Regions from separate parts of the Sus scrofa genome. Here region 1 is linked to region 2. The links are chromatin contacts, called in public promoter capture Hi-C maps. All regions are on one chromosome and are shown on one strand. Each heading gives the region's core, a stretch centred on a gene start, on an enhancer-like site or on the middle of the called end of the contact. The rest is flanking DNA. Distances are from core to core; before and after follow the strand shown. Region 1 holds the start of BEST4 (bestrophin-4). Region 2 holds the start of TESK2 (dual specificity testis-specific protein kinase 2).

Evidence for each region. Promoter capture Hi-C pulls out the DNA fragments that hold promoters and counts their contacts.
Region 1: a promoter capture Hi-C map of fetal liver shows a contact between it and region 2, with 4 times the contacts expected there. The contact joins the promoter of BEST4 here to the promoter of TESK2 in region 2. A contact is called at or near these places in 1 of 5 promoter capture datasets (fetal liver) and 1 of 2 datasets of contacts at active chromatin or transcription factors (skeletal muscle).

The regions. Positions count from the first base shown.
Region 1 is chr6:166,535,979-166,542,485 of Sscrofa11.1, forward strand. It overlaps BEST4 (bestrophin-4), which reads left to right and starts at 4,789. Exons shown (of 9, transcript XM_021096779.1): 1 at 4,789-6,127. LOC110261241 (a long non-coding RNA gene) reads right to left here. Exons shown (of 3, transcript XR_002345227.1): 3 at 4,729-4,782.
Region 2 is chr6:165,872,038-165,879,293 of Sscrofa11.1, forward strand. It overlaps TESK2 (dual specificity testis-specific protein kinase 2), which reads left to right and starts at 2,139. Exons shown (of 12, transcript XM_021096752.1): 1 at 2,139-2,487; 2 at 3,163-3,273.

The sequences.
Region 1 (6,507 bases), core at 3,539-6,038, 670 kb after region 2:
TGTAGGCCGGCAGCCGTAGCTCTGATTGTGCCCCTAGCCTGGGAACCTCCTTATGCCTCGGGTGCAGCCCTAAAAAGACAAAAAAACAAAACAATTTTCCAAGAGGGTTTGGTGGGGAAGTGGTAAAGGTGAGGCCAGAAAAAGCAAATCCACAGGGCAAATGGGTTGAGGCATGTATAGTTTGATAAGGCACATTTGATATTGCAATTTTTTTTTTTTTTTTTTTTTTTTTTTTTTTTTAGGGCTGCACGAGCATGGCATATTGACGTTCCTGGGCTAGGGGTCAAATTAGAGCTGCAGCTGCCGGCCTACGCCACAGTTACAGCCATGCCAGATCTGTGACCTACACCACAGCTCACGGCAACACTGGATCCTTAACCCACTGAGTGGGACCAGGGATTGAACCCAGGTCCTCGAGGTTTCTCGTCTGGTTCGTTAGCACTGAACCACAATGGGAACTTCCAATATTACCATTTTATATTCGGAGAACAGAGCAAAATGTCTTCCTATGTGTTTGCTAGGGTTGTCTTAACAAAATAGCACAGACTAGGTGGCTCAAACTACAGATTTATTTCCCCACACTTTTGGAGTCTGGAAGGTCATGACCCAGGTATGGACAAGGCAGATTTTCTTGAGTCCTCTCTCCCGGTTTGTAGATGGCAGGGTCCCTCTGACTTCGCATGATCTTTCCCTACGTGCCCCAATTCCTTCTTTTAAAGACATTCATCAGATCAGTTTAGGCCCTACCTAAGGACCCCTCCCTATTATCTCTTTAAAGGACCCGTCTTCAAATACAGTCACCTTCTAAAGTGCTCAGGGTGGGGACAGGAGTCAAAACTCCACCCATCTTTGGTTTTCATATAGGACTCTTTTTTTTTTTCCAGTTTTGAATTTTTTATTAGTAGGTTGTATTTTTTTCTTTCTTTCCTTTTCTTTTTTCTTTAGGACTGCACCTGAGGCATATAGAGGTTCCCAGGCTAGGGGTCGAATTGGAGCTGTTGCCGCCGGCCTACACCACAGCCACAGCGACGCCAGATCCGAGGAGCTGCGTCTGCAGCTCCACCAGAGCTCACGGCAACACTGGATCCTCAACCCCCTGAGCAACCGAAACCTCATTGTTCCTAGTCGGATTCATCAACCACTGAGCGACAAGGGAATTCCTTGATTAACCTTTTCTTCAAAGTACCATCCCCACATAGCATTTGTAGTGTATTTCTTACAAATACCTCTTCAGTGGTTTCCCATTTGCTCTGAGTGTGAAATCCAGAATCCGGGTGATGTTCTACAAAGTTCCGCAGCCTCATGCCCTGTCTCCTTCTCCAAGCAATCTCCTCCAGCCCGCATTGCTCCAGCCGGAGAGGCCTCCTCCTCACTCTTCCTCACACAGAACAGAACTCTTCCTGCCTCTGGGCCTTCGCACATCTGTTCCCTCCGCCTGGAATACTATCCCCGCCCGTCTTTATTTACTACTCACACATTCTCATCTTTTCTGCCTTAACTCCAATGTCACCTCCTCAGAGGGGCCTCTCCAAGCACACTATCTAAAGCTGGATTCCCTTGGAGTTCCCATGGTAGTGCAGAGGGAGAAGGATCTGGCCTTGTCTCTGTGGCGACGGAGGTTCGATCCCCAGCCCAATGCACTGGGTTAAAGGATCCAGCTTCGCCACACCGATGGCAGAGCCACAACTCTACCACTGAGCCACACTGGGAATTCCTGTGGCTTGGATTCCATTCGTGGCCTGGGGGCTTCCATATGCTGTGATTGCAGAAAAAAAAAAAAAAAAAAGTTGTATTCCCTCATCAAATTAACTCACACAGTAGCCTTCAACGAAGAAATTCGCAACAGCAGGGAGTTCCTGTTGTGGCTCAGCACTAAGGGACCCAACCAGTATCCATGAGCCTTGGGTTCAGGTCCCTGGCCTCGTTTAGTGGGTTAAGGATCTGGGGTTGCTGTGAGCTGTGGTGTGGGTTGCAGATGCAGCTTGGATCTGGGGTAGCTGTGGCTGGCAGCTGCATTTCCAATTCAGCCTCTAGCCTGGGAACATCCATATGCCAAGGATGTGGCCCTAAAAAGACCAAAAAAAAAAAAAAAAAAAAAAAAAGAAAGAAAAAGAAAAAAAAGAGACAGAGAAACAACAACAACGAATACAAAAACCAAGTTTATTAACACGTGTAACTTATGTATATATGGGAGATACCCAGGGGAAAATGAGTAACTCCCCCATGTGGCTTAGAATTGAATAGAGACAGAGAGAAGGGAAAGTAAGCCTTTTAGGAAAGCGGCCTGAAATAATTTCTAGGAAAGATGAAGAGACCCTCAGAAGACTGGATGGGAGATGTGACAGTTTATGACAAAATTTGTCTGGATGTGATACAGAATTCCACTTTCCTCTCCTGTGATGTGAGGTGAAAGTCCTGGGAAGGGGACTCGATCACGGGGTTCCTTCCAGACGTCTTTAGCAGATAAGGGGAACTCAAAGAAAACCTCTCACTGCATTTGCTGTAAAACAGCTCAAAATAATCAGTATGCCAAAGTAGCATATTTTGGGGCGGTGTGCTCTTATCCTTCATTATTTTTGCCCCTTGGGAGGTTAATAAGGTTCGTGAGCTCCCTCTGGGAGCAAGGACATCAGGAGGACATCCTCTGGGATGCTGTAACTGAAGGGCCCAGCAGCCTGTTCTGCCTCCTCCCTCAGTGTCACATAGGCTGCCGTTAAGGGATCTTATGCACCTGCCGCATCCCAGGCACTGGGCTAAGCTCATAGTAAACTTACCATGTGGATGTGATTATTATCCCCACTTGACAGATGAGGGAACTGAGGCTCACCTAGGTTTGCCTCTTGCCCAGTCATATGCAACTGCCAAGGGGCAGAGGCAAGATCTGAACCCAAGATGTCTGACTCCCCTATTCACCATTGCCTGACTTTTCTGTGGGTCATTATTTCTGTTTTGTTTGTTTGTTTGTTTGTTTTTGTCTTTTGAGGGCTGCGTCTGCAGCATATTCCCAGGCTAGGGGTCTAATTGGAGCTGCAGCCGCCGGCCACACCACAGCCACAGCAATGCCAGATCCGAGCCGTGTCTTTGACCGTGGGTAAGGCCCTAAAAAGACAAAAGACAAAGAGAGAGAGAGATGCCCGAGTTCCCTTGTTGGAACAGGGGGTTAAGGATCCAGCATTGTCACCGCTGTGGCTTGGGCTGAAGCTGTGGCACCGGTTCGCTCTCTGGCCCTGGAATTTATGCATGCCACAGGCCCAGCCAAAAAAAAAGGGAAAAAGAATGAGAGAGTCCACGTAAGGTTAGGCCTCAGGAGGGACCTACTGGATTCAGCAGTAAGATCTCAAGTGTCCTCGGTGTGGGCAGAGATGGAAATACAAGAGCAGGGCCAGAAAAGAGGAGATACTAATAGTATCACATGCTTACCGAGCTCTTTAAAAATATTAATTCACTTGATAGTCGTAACTACTCCAGGAGACAGGCATTATCATTCTGTTTCTCCCTTAGGGAAATTAAGGACAGAGAGGTTAAACCGTTGGCTTGGTCATGAAGGTAGTTCACTGTGGAGTCTGGGTTTAAAAATCTAGGCAGTCTGGAGTTCCCATCGTAGCGCAGTGGAAATGAATCTGACTAGGAACCATGAAGTTGCGGGTTCAATCCCTGGCCTTACTCAGTGGGTCAAGGATCCGTCGTTGCTGTGGCTGTGATGTAGGCTGGTGGCTACAGCTCCAATTTGACCCCTAGCCTGGGAACCTCCATATGCCGCGGGTGCGGCCCTAAAAAAGACAAAATAAAATAGAAAAAATCTAGGCGGTCTGTCTCCAGACTCCATGCTGTAAACTGCCAAGCCATGTAGCCAGCTCTCAGCTGTGAGGAGGGCAGGGGGCATGGGTGGTTAGGCCCAGAAGAGAGGGAGAGGCAAGAGCTAGAGGAGGATAAAAAAAGGGTGGGGAAAGTAATTTACAGGTGGAGCGGTTCCCTCTCCTAGACCATAAACCAAAGGGACCTGTCAGCAGCTGGGAACGGAGATAAAGTGACTCAGGAAGGAGGGGCTGGGTGTGGCCTGGGGACTGCTCCTTCCCGGGGCAGACTTCAGGTCCCATACCTTTACCAGTGGCTCTGTGGGAAATTCACAGCCCAGTGAGCCAGAGAGCAGGTAACAGGCAGAGGCAAGAGGGCCTCAAATGAGGGTGGGGGCCTAGGACAGAAACCAGCCAGCTGGGCTGTCCTCAGGGTCCACTGTCAGAAAGAAGCTTCCAGGACCCCAGGGCCTGAGCTCCCCCAGTGCCAGGGCCTGGCTTCCCAGGTACCAGAGACTGGTTAAGTGGTAAGCAACCCAGAATGCTTTAGGAAAGCCACAGATCAGCGCTTAGGAAGGGGCTGCGTGGCCATGACGGCTGAGGCCCCAGAGCTGGAGTCTTGCCCTCCCCAGGTCAGGTCCTGGGGCTTCCAGATTTCCAGGACACACACACACACACACACAGAGTCCTGTTCTTTCCACATACTGAGATCTCCACCTGGGCCCCGGAAGGAGAACATAACTCATCAGGCCATGAATTGGTTTCCAGACCTTGCTTACATAAAGTGGGGAGGAGGAGTTCCCTTCGTGGCTCCATGATGAGCAAACACGACTAGGATCCATGAGGATGCGGGTTCGATCCCTGGCCTCACTCAGTGGGTTAAGGATCTGGCGTTGCCGTGAGCTGTGGGGTAGGTCGCAGGCGAAGCTTGGATCCCGCATTGCTGTGGCTGTGGCGTAGGCCGGCAGCGGTAGCTCCGATTCCACCTCTAGCGGGGAGGAAGGCCAGATGTCGCTCAGATTAAAAAGGACCAAAAAATAAAGAGAAAAGAAAAGAAAAGCTGGCCTGGGTTCAAGTCTCCCCAGCTTTACTGAGATGAATCAGATGCAACCCCATCCTCTAGGGTCTCACAGGCCAGAGGCGACATCTTTTCATAGACAGAAGAGGACCTCGCAGGAGCAGGAAAGAGAGCGAAGCCAGAGGCTGGCGACCGTGGGCAGAAGTAGGGGCATCTCAGAGGCTGTACACCCAGACTGAGAGCCCTGTTTGGCACGGGGCGGGCAGGCCAGGCGAGAGGAGAAAGGTCTCTGCCTCTCAGTCTCTGAAGGACTGCCTGGCGCTGGGATGCAACAGTGGACCAGTAGGTGGAAAACAAAGGGTCAGACTTGGATTTTGCTGATGAGAGCAACCCAGGATCAATGCCTGCATGCTGCAGGCGCTGGGCATTGTTTCTCTGGATACCCTCCACTGCACCGTGAGAAAGGAATTATTGATCCTGTTTTGCAGAGGAGGAAACGAAGGTTCAGAGAGATGAGAAATCTTGGACAGGGTTACGAAGAGCTAGACTTCAAACCCAAGTTTTTCTTTTTCTTTTGGCTTTTCAGGACCAAACCTGTGGCATATGGAAGTTCCCAGGCTAGGGGTGGAATCAGAGCTGTAGCTGCTGGCTTAGGCCACAGCAACACGGAATCCAAGCTGCGTCTGTGACCTACCCCACTGCCGCTCACAGCAGCACCGGATCCTTAACCCCCTGAGTGAGGCCGGGATGGAATCCGCCTCCTCATGGGTAACAGTCGGGTTCGTTTCCGCTGCGCCACAACAGGACCTCCAAAAACCCGGGTTTTTCCGACTCTTAAGCTTGTGCCCCGAACCACCTCTCCTTGCTTCCTCTCTTCAGGAAACACTGGCAGTGAGAACCAGCTCACAGTGTGGGGGAAGGAGCTTCCCAAGACAGGGCAGAGGGTGACAGAGTGGTGCTTTGGCAGAGTGCCTGTCACTTAGTCAGTGCTCTGCCATCTGCAGTTGTCATAACATTTTATCATGCATCTGTCTTCTCACCTGGAGCGTGGGACAGTCCTCCTGGATTCAAGGACATGCTGCGAGCTGTGGGGTCAATGCAGATGGCATTTATGCCACGCAAAGGCCAGCCCAGCCCTGCAGGCGTAGGGAGACACATCCAGTTCCCAGGATCAGGGGAAGCTGGGTGACAGCCTCAATCCATCAATGATAACCGCAGTCCAGCCAAACTTTATGGGCCCAGGAGGTACTTAAGTGTTGTTGGGTGAAGGCTAGCCCAGTTCCCCTTCCTTGGCACAGGCTGCTGCCCAGATCAGGTAGGTTGGTGGGGGGTGGGGGGGAGCACCCTGGCCTTGAGAGACCAGTTATCAGCTTCCAGAGCAAGACCCCAAGGTGGTGGAGTCTGGGCTAGAGTCGGACCTCCTTTTTTCAGCAGTTCATGACCGGGACTCTCAGCCCTGCAAGAGGAAGAGGCGCCTGGGGAAGCCTCATGCATGAGAGAGTGTAGATCTCAGCTCCCCCTTCGCCCGCCCCGTCCTGGCTTCACCCAAGCACCACCGGGTTCCAGGCTGTGGGCGTGCTCAGTCTGCTCTGCAGCTTCCTCCCCTTGTCTCCTGACACAGGAGGATACTGGGCTGGGGCGGGGGGACCAGCGTTGAGCTACGGTTGCCTGGGGACCTAAGCTTGGTGTGGAGAA
Region 2 (7,256 bases), core at 889-3,388:
TGAGGTGTCATGAGGTTTCTTCCACTGCTAAATATAGCCAAAAATAATGCCATTTACCCACAAAGTGGCTTTTTATTGAGCATAATGCTTACCAGTCCTGGTATGTGTTTGTCCTGAGCTAAGATGTGCAGTGGACTTCTGTAAAGGTCCCAGCTCTTAGCTCAGTTTGGCTGGGAAGGGGAGACAGTTATCAGAAATAAAAGCATAATAAAAGGCTAGGGTGAGTAGAGCAGGAACTACTTGTTATGGGGTACAATCAAGGCCCTGGCAGGTCATGAAGAGTGGGTCCTTGACATCTGAATATCTGTAAAGCAATCCTCAAGGATTATTTCTGCATTAGGGAGATTGCTTTTTTTTTTTTTTTTTTTTTTTTGTCATTTCTTGGGCTGCTCCCGCAGCATATGGAAGTTCCCAGGCTAGGGGTCTAAATGGAGCTGTAGCTGCCAGCCTACGCCAGAGCCACAGCAACACAGGATCCGAGCCACATCTGCAACCTACACCACAGCTCACGGCAACGCCGGATCGTTAACCCACTGAGCAAGGGCAGGGATCGAACCCACAACCTCATGGTTCCTAGTCGGATTCGTTAACCACTGCGCCACGACGGGAACTCCAATTAGGGAGATTGCTGAGAGTGGAATGGTAGAGGTCAGACCTGGATCAAACAGTACCTGTTAAAAAAAAACAAAACTGAAAACTTCCCATCAAGGTTCATCTTCCTGCTAAAGCAGGTGCAAGGAACCCCCTGTCTTTAATGTCTTTCACTGGCAGGTGATACATATGCATAATGGCATTATTTAATCTACAGGCTACCAGTGTCCTACTTATCAGCTACTTTGCATCAAGCTTGGTGGAAGACAGATTTGCAAGGGTACCAGGACTCAACAGAAACAACAGAAACATTAAATAGCAATGTGGAACAATGGAATTTAAACTGTCACCAGGTGGCAGCACATGATTTCTTGCTGCAAGAATGATATCAAAGGCTTTGGGCCAGGGGGACTGGGCTCTGGTGATCTCTTTTCTCCTTTCAGAGAGCCAGTGAACTATCAATCTTCCTAAAACTGTCCTGTTAAGGCTACTCTACTGTTAACCTTGGATAATTCTCACAGCCTAAAAAAGAAAGGGCAAGTTTGGCTTATGGCTACACCCATATTTAACCTCTTCTCTTTCCATTTTTATTTTCTACCACTTCTCTCTGTTAAACTTTAGTGCCACTAGGAATGCACATCACCCATCCTCTAACTAATTCAAATCCCACTCATCTATCAAGACCCTTCCAATAGGAGGCAAGCCTAGAGATGTCAGAGAAGAGGTCTCTAATCCCAGGGAGTGCTGGTGCAGGAGGGCCCGTACTCCACTGTTTCTTTAGCTGCTCTTGTCCTGTTCCAATATGCTCAGGCATGAGATAATGAGTGCCTGAGGTCCAGGCATATGGAGAACATGAGGAAATACGCGCCTGTTGAGCAGTTGAATAGAATTCTTATTCTCTACTCCTCTTTTCAAGGCAGCGCAAGTATTACCTCCTCGAAGCTTTCACCAAGTCGAATCTTAGTCTAGATGAATTGCTTGCTCCCTTAGCATTTCTACCCATTGCTCTTACTATCTCGAGTCACTAGTAGTTGTTTATGTATGTCCCCCCCCGCCCCCACTATACTGAGCTCCTGTCCAACTCACCATTCATACGGCTTTTGCCTACTCAGCTATAAGTTCACCAACCCAAAAGCTGCTCCAGTCGAATCCATTTTCTGTTGGGTTTATCAATTACCAAGCGGTTGTATATGTTTGGCACTTTGATTGGTCCATTTTGTGTTTACTGTCCCGCCCCCTGAGAGGCTCGGGTGCTTGGGTTTCCCCCAGGTGTATTCCCTCCTCTTTGGTTCCGCCTTTCCCACACACTGCCTCTTCTGTTTTTACCTCCGCTTCCTTCCTATTGGTTCCCTTCCTCCGCCAGCGTTGGCGCTTGCGGCTGATGATTGGCTCTTCTGAAAGCCCATTGTGCCCACCCTCATACCACGTGGCATTCTTAACGCTAATTGGGCAATTCCTCTAGCTCGTTTTTTCAAGGATGGACCATTGATTGGCTGCTTTGTGGGAGGGCTTGAGTAGAGGGGTGTGGCAGTTGAAGCCCCGCCCCTAGCTCCCCTGCCCTGCGGGGCAGGCGTTTCGGTCGCCTGCTTGCGGCCGGGGAGCCCAGCGGCGCTTCCAGCCGCTCTCTTTGACTCGCCGGCCGGATCACCCTTCTGGCCCCGCCGAGCAGGCGCGGGGGAGCGGCCCCGACTGCGGGGTCATGGCAGTAGCCTCCTCGTTCTTCGCCGCCGCTGGCCCCGCCGAGTCGCCGGCTTCTGCGCGAGGGACGCCCACCGCCTCCGCAGGCTAAGAGCCGCTGCCGCCTCCGAGCTGTGAGGGCTACTATGCTCCCCCTTTGCCTCCGCCTCCCCCTCCCACCCGCGCAGGCCCCTCTCTGGCTGCTAAGTCCCGCCTCAGGTAACGCCAGGAGAGCGCGTGGGGCACGAGCCCGGGGCACCCCGGCCCGCGCGGGCGGCTGCTACCCGTCTACGTCCCGGAGCACTGGCGCTCACATCTTCCGCACTGGCAGGACTCCTCCTCTTGCCGGAGGTCCTCCTCTCCGTGCTGGGGACCCTCTTCGACCCCTTTCCCTTCTCTTCACTTCCTCCCGGGCCCCAGGACAGCCCCTCCCCTCCCCCCGGAGGCCCGGAGCCCGTGAGACGTTCCTTCGTAGGAGGGACCCGGTCCCGGACTCCTCTCGGGCACTTTCTGTCCTGCGGAGACTCGGGAGTCTTTCCCTCCTGTTTCCGAGACCTCTGGCTCCACCCGGAGAGCTTCTCTCGGCCGTCTCGGAGCTCCGGACTCCCTCACTCTTCTCAAACACACTCTTCCCTCGAAAACATCCACTTCTCCTCTCGAGAGATACTCCCCCGGGCAGACACTCCTGGCTCTTTCGTTCCACTTCCCCCCGGTTACCCCTCTTTTCCGCGTCTCTCCTCTTCCCTCCTCTGCCCGTCCCCCTCGCTTTAAACACTCTGGACGAAGCCAGTATTCAGAGGTAGCTGGCATGAAGCCGGGTTTGCCGAATGTAGAAACCGTTCAGCTTTTCCCTCTGAAAAAGCCTTGCCACATGAGTTGGACTTCATTCTGTAGGTATGGGGAACCATCGACGCTTCTGTAAGCAGCGGTTGGGTTTGGTGGATTATCTCCGGCGAAAACGGAGGAGGAATTCAGAAGTGAGGACTATGGAGGCAGAAAGCCTAGGTAGGCAGGAGAGGAGTGTGCTAATCCAGGTCAGAGGGGAAGAGGGACGCGAAAATGAAGAGAAAGGCGTGCAATTCCATGAGGTTTCCAAACGGAATTAGTGGGAGATGGCTACCTTGACTCGTGGGAGGGACTGGTGGTGTTAATTGAAGTAGGGACGTAAGGAAGCAATTGTAAGGGAAAGCAATGAATTTGGTTTTGGACACGTTTCGTTTGAGGGATTTTTCAGATTTCATTGTGGGTCGCTAGAAATTTGGGTCTGAGAATTGGGAGAAGGGTTGGAACTGAATGCATAAATTTGAGGGTTACCGAGAATATATAGGGGATATTTGAAGCCTTAGAATGGGATGGTAATACTGAAAGAAGAGAAGAAAAGGGCTACGGACCAGAAGGAGCATCATTATTTGGGTAACAGACCTTGAGGAAGAGAGGTTAAAAGACTGGAACAAGAACTAGAACAGAGTGTCACTATGATGGAAGCCAAAGGAAGAAGGTTTCAAGAAGGGCGCGGCTGATCGTCGCTGTATGACGTTTGACCAACAGAATGAGAATTGGGAAGAAACCACTGAATTTAATAATTAGGAGTTGGCTTGTTTTCTTTGAAAACTACTGTACATAGTGTGACGTGGGAATGGTGGCAGTAGTCAGATCATGATGGATTGAAGAGCAAGTGTGAGGCAGTGAGTAAAATTCATCTTTTGACAACTGTGGTTATGAAGGAGAGCTGATAGTGAAACATCTTTGTTGAGATTATACTATATGCCAGGTATCATAAAGACGCCTTACAGGTCACAACAGCCTTGTTTAGGTATCAGGATTCCTTTTTTACAGTTGGGAAGACTATAGGCAATAATTTAAAAAAGATCTGTGGTAGCTCTGAAACCTTTGTTCTTTCCACTATGGCTCATGTGTGTTACTCTTTTGATTGCAGGTGAAACAGTTTTGTCGGTTGAGGGAAATGTTATTTAGGACATATGGTGGGCATTTCATTCTTTGACACCGGAAGGATAGACGTCAAGATGGATAACGATGTGGTAGGAGCAAAAGGAGGAGAGGGAGTTTGGAAGATTGTCTTATTTTCTTGATGTGATCAGTGATTTATGAAGTCAGTTATCTTTGGAGACTAAAGGTACTCTGGGGGGTTTCTGGCTTGAGTATTACGGCCATGGACATCTTCGATGGAAAATGAAAGAGGAATAGATTAGGATTAAAAAAAAAAAGCTACTGACCATATTTAGGGCCCAATTAGAATTAGAAATATATATTTGTATGGGACCCCGGAGCGTGGATTTTGCATTTCTCCAGGAGCCCAAGACCAAGAGGGCAAAAAAGATAATTGGGTTGATGGGAGTTCCTGTCGTGGCTTAGCAGTAACTAACCCGACTAGTATCCATGAGTATGCGGGTATAGTTTCAAGGTAAAACAAAAAGCAAGGCAGAGTGTAGGAGTTCCCTCATGGCTCAACAGTTTAAGGATCTGCTCAGTGGGCTAAGGATTTGGTGTAGCTGTGGCTGGCATCTACAGCTCCGATTCGACCCCTAACCTGAGAGCTTCCATATGCCTCGGGTGCAGCTCTTCAAAAAAAAAAAAAAAGACTTCATGTTAAGTGAAGTCAGTCGGACAGTGAAATACCTACTTCAAATGCTATCACTTACATGTGAAATCTAAAAAAAGGACACAATGAACTTCTTTGCAGAACAGATATTGACTCACAGCTGGGGGTTTTGGGATGAAAATGCTGTAACATTTGGTTGTGATGATCATTGTACAACTATAACTGTAATGAAATTCATTGAGTAACAAAAAGAAAAAAAAATAGAAAAAAGATAATTGGTTGATACAAAATTGGAATTTACAAGTACGATAAAATGGAGAGTAACTTTATATTGCTAGTGATAATGTGGGTGATATGATGGACTTTGAGAGTCCAAGCTGGGGTTGTAAGAAATAAAACCTTTCTCGGGGCTAGTTTATTGGAGAATAAGGAGACGATCAGAAATGTGGTTGAAGACTAGATTTTGTAAGAAATACAGAGCATGGGGAAGCTGAGAGTTCAATATAGATATAGTTTCAAGGTAAAACAAAAAGCAGGGCAGAGTGTAGGAGTTCCCTCACGGCTCAACAGTTTAAGGATCTGGTGGTGTCACTGCTGTGGCTCTGGTTACTGCTCCATCCCTGGCCTGAGAACTTCCTCATCCCACAGGTGCCAAACAGACAGACAAACAAACAGGGTGTAACTGCCTCAGTGCTGTTGAAAGGGAAGAGAGGTAGAGATTATTAAAGTCGTGGGAGGTTAAGGGGCTATGGAGGATATTGGGTATGTCATCCATAAGAATGTGATAGTTGCCCATTATGAAGCAGGAAATGGAACAGAGAAGATGTCGGGCCTTATAGGTGGGGATGCTCAGAATTAAGGGACCCAGAATTGAGTTGGATGTTCCTTGGCACTTGTCCAAAAGCAGTACCAGGTGGTACAGATGTTTGTGTGTGAATTACTGTCAAGATCTCAGATCCTTGATGCCCTAGATGTATGATGTATTATTCTCATACAGGTGTATACTTGGGATGGTCTGAACATAAATCATTTGTGATGTGGAATATCATCAGCCTGTTTAAATTCTGTTTAAAAATGTGTGTGTTGTGGGAGTTCCCGTCGTGGCGCAGTGGTTAACGAATCTGACTAGGAACCATGAGGTTGCGGGTTCGATCCCTGGCCTTGCTCAGTAGGTTAAGGATCCGGTGTTGCCGTGAGTTGTGGTGTAGGTTGCAGACGAGGCTCAGATCCTGCATTTCTGTGGCTCTGGCAAAGGCCAGCGGCTACAGCTCCAATTAGACCCCTAGCCTGGGAACCTCCATATGTTGTGGGAGTGGCCCTAGAAAAGGCAAAAAAGACCAAAAAAAAAAAAAAAAAAAGTATATGTGTTGAGAAGCTAGGCTAGGGATTCTCCAACCTGGGACTCTCAATGACATTAAATTTTTTTTTTTTTATTAAAGTCTAGTTGATTTACAATGTTATGTCAATTTCTGCTGTACAACAAAGTGACCCAGTTATACAAATATATATATTTGTCATATTATCTTCCATCCTGTTCTATCACAGGATGTAGTTGCCTGTGCTATATAGCAGGACCCCAATAACATTTCGCACTTATTTATAAAACGAAAGTTACACATTTATATATTTACGCATACTCATTCCTTGGCTTATTTAGAGTAGAAAGCTGAATTGTTTTAATGCTTTTTTCTCTATGTGAAAGTGTTTATTTACTTATTTATTTATTTTTGCCTTTTTACCTTTTCTAGGGCCGCTCCCGTGGCATACAAAGTTCCCAGGCTAGGGGTCTGATTGGTATGTGAGAGTGTTTATAAATATAATCTTAGTGTTGTATGTTTCATTTATCTGCAAAATGGATGTTGTGTTGGAATTTGAAACCTACGATAAGAGCTTTTATGAGATTTCATCTCCGTCCAGTGAATGAAGCAGTTATTACATTATGTAGTTACGACATTATGATGGTGAGTGTTTTGCACCAACAATGAGAATTACATACTCTTTTCCAAGTTATCATACGGCGATAATTTCTGTGTGGTCTCCTTGGTGGCATTTTTTAACTCAGAGGGAGAGGTTGTTTCAGAGAAAAGCCTGCTTGTGGTAATTTTTAAATCTTACGTTCTTGAAAATTTCAGAAAGGGAAAAAAAAAGGAAGTTCTAACCCTGTTATGATTGGATAGATGAGTATAGGCAAATATCTTATCCTTTGAGCTTGAGTTCTTTCTAAATTTAATTTTCAAGAATGTATACATGTGCTGCGGGAGCGGCCCTAGAAAAGGCAAAAAGACAAAAAAAAAAAAAAGAATGTATACATGTATGTGTGACTGAGTCACCTTGCTATATAGTAGAAAATGGACAGAACACTGTAAACCAGCTATAATGGAAAAAATAAAAATCATTATAAGATAAAAAATATAAATTTAATTTTTGA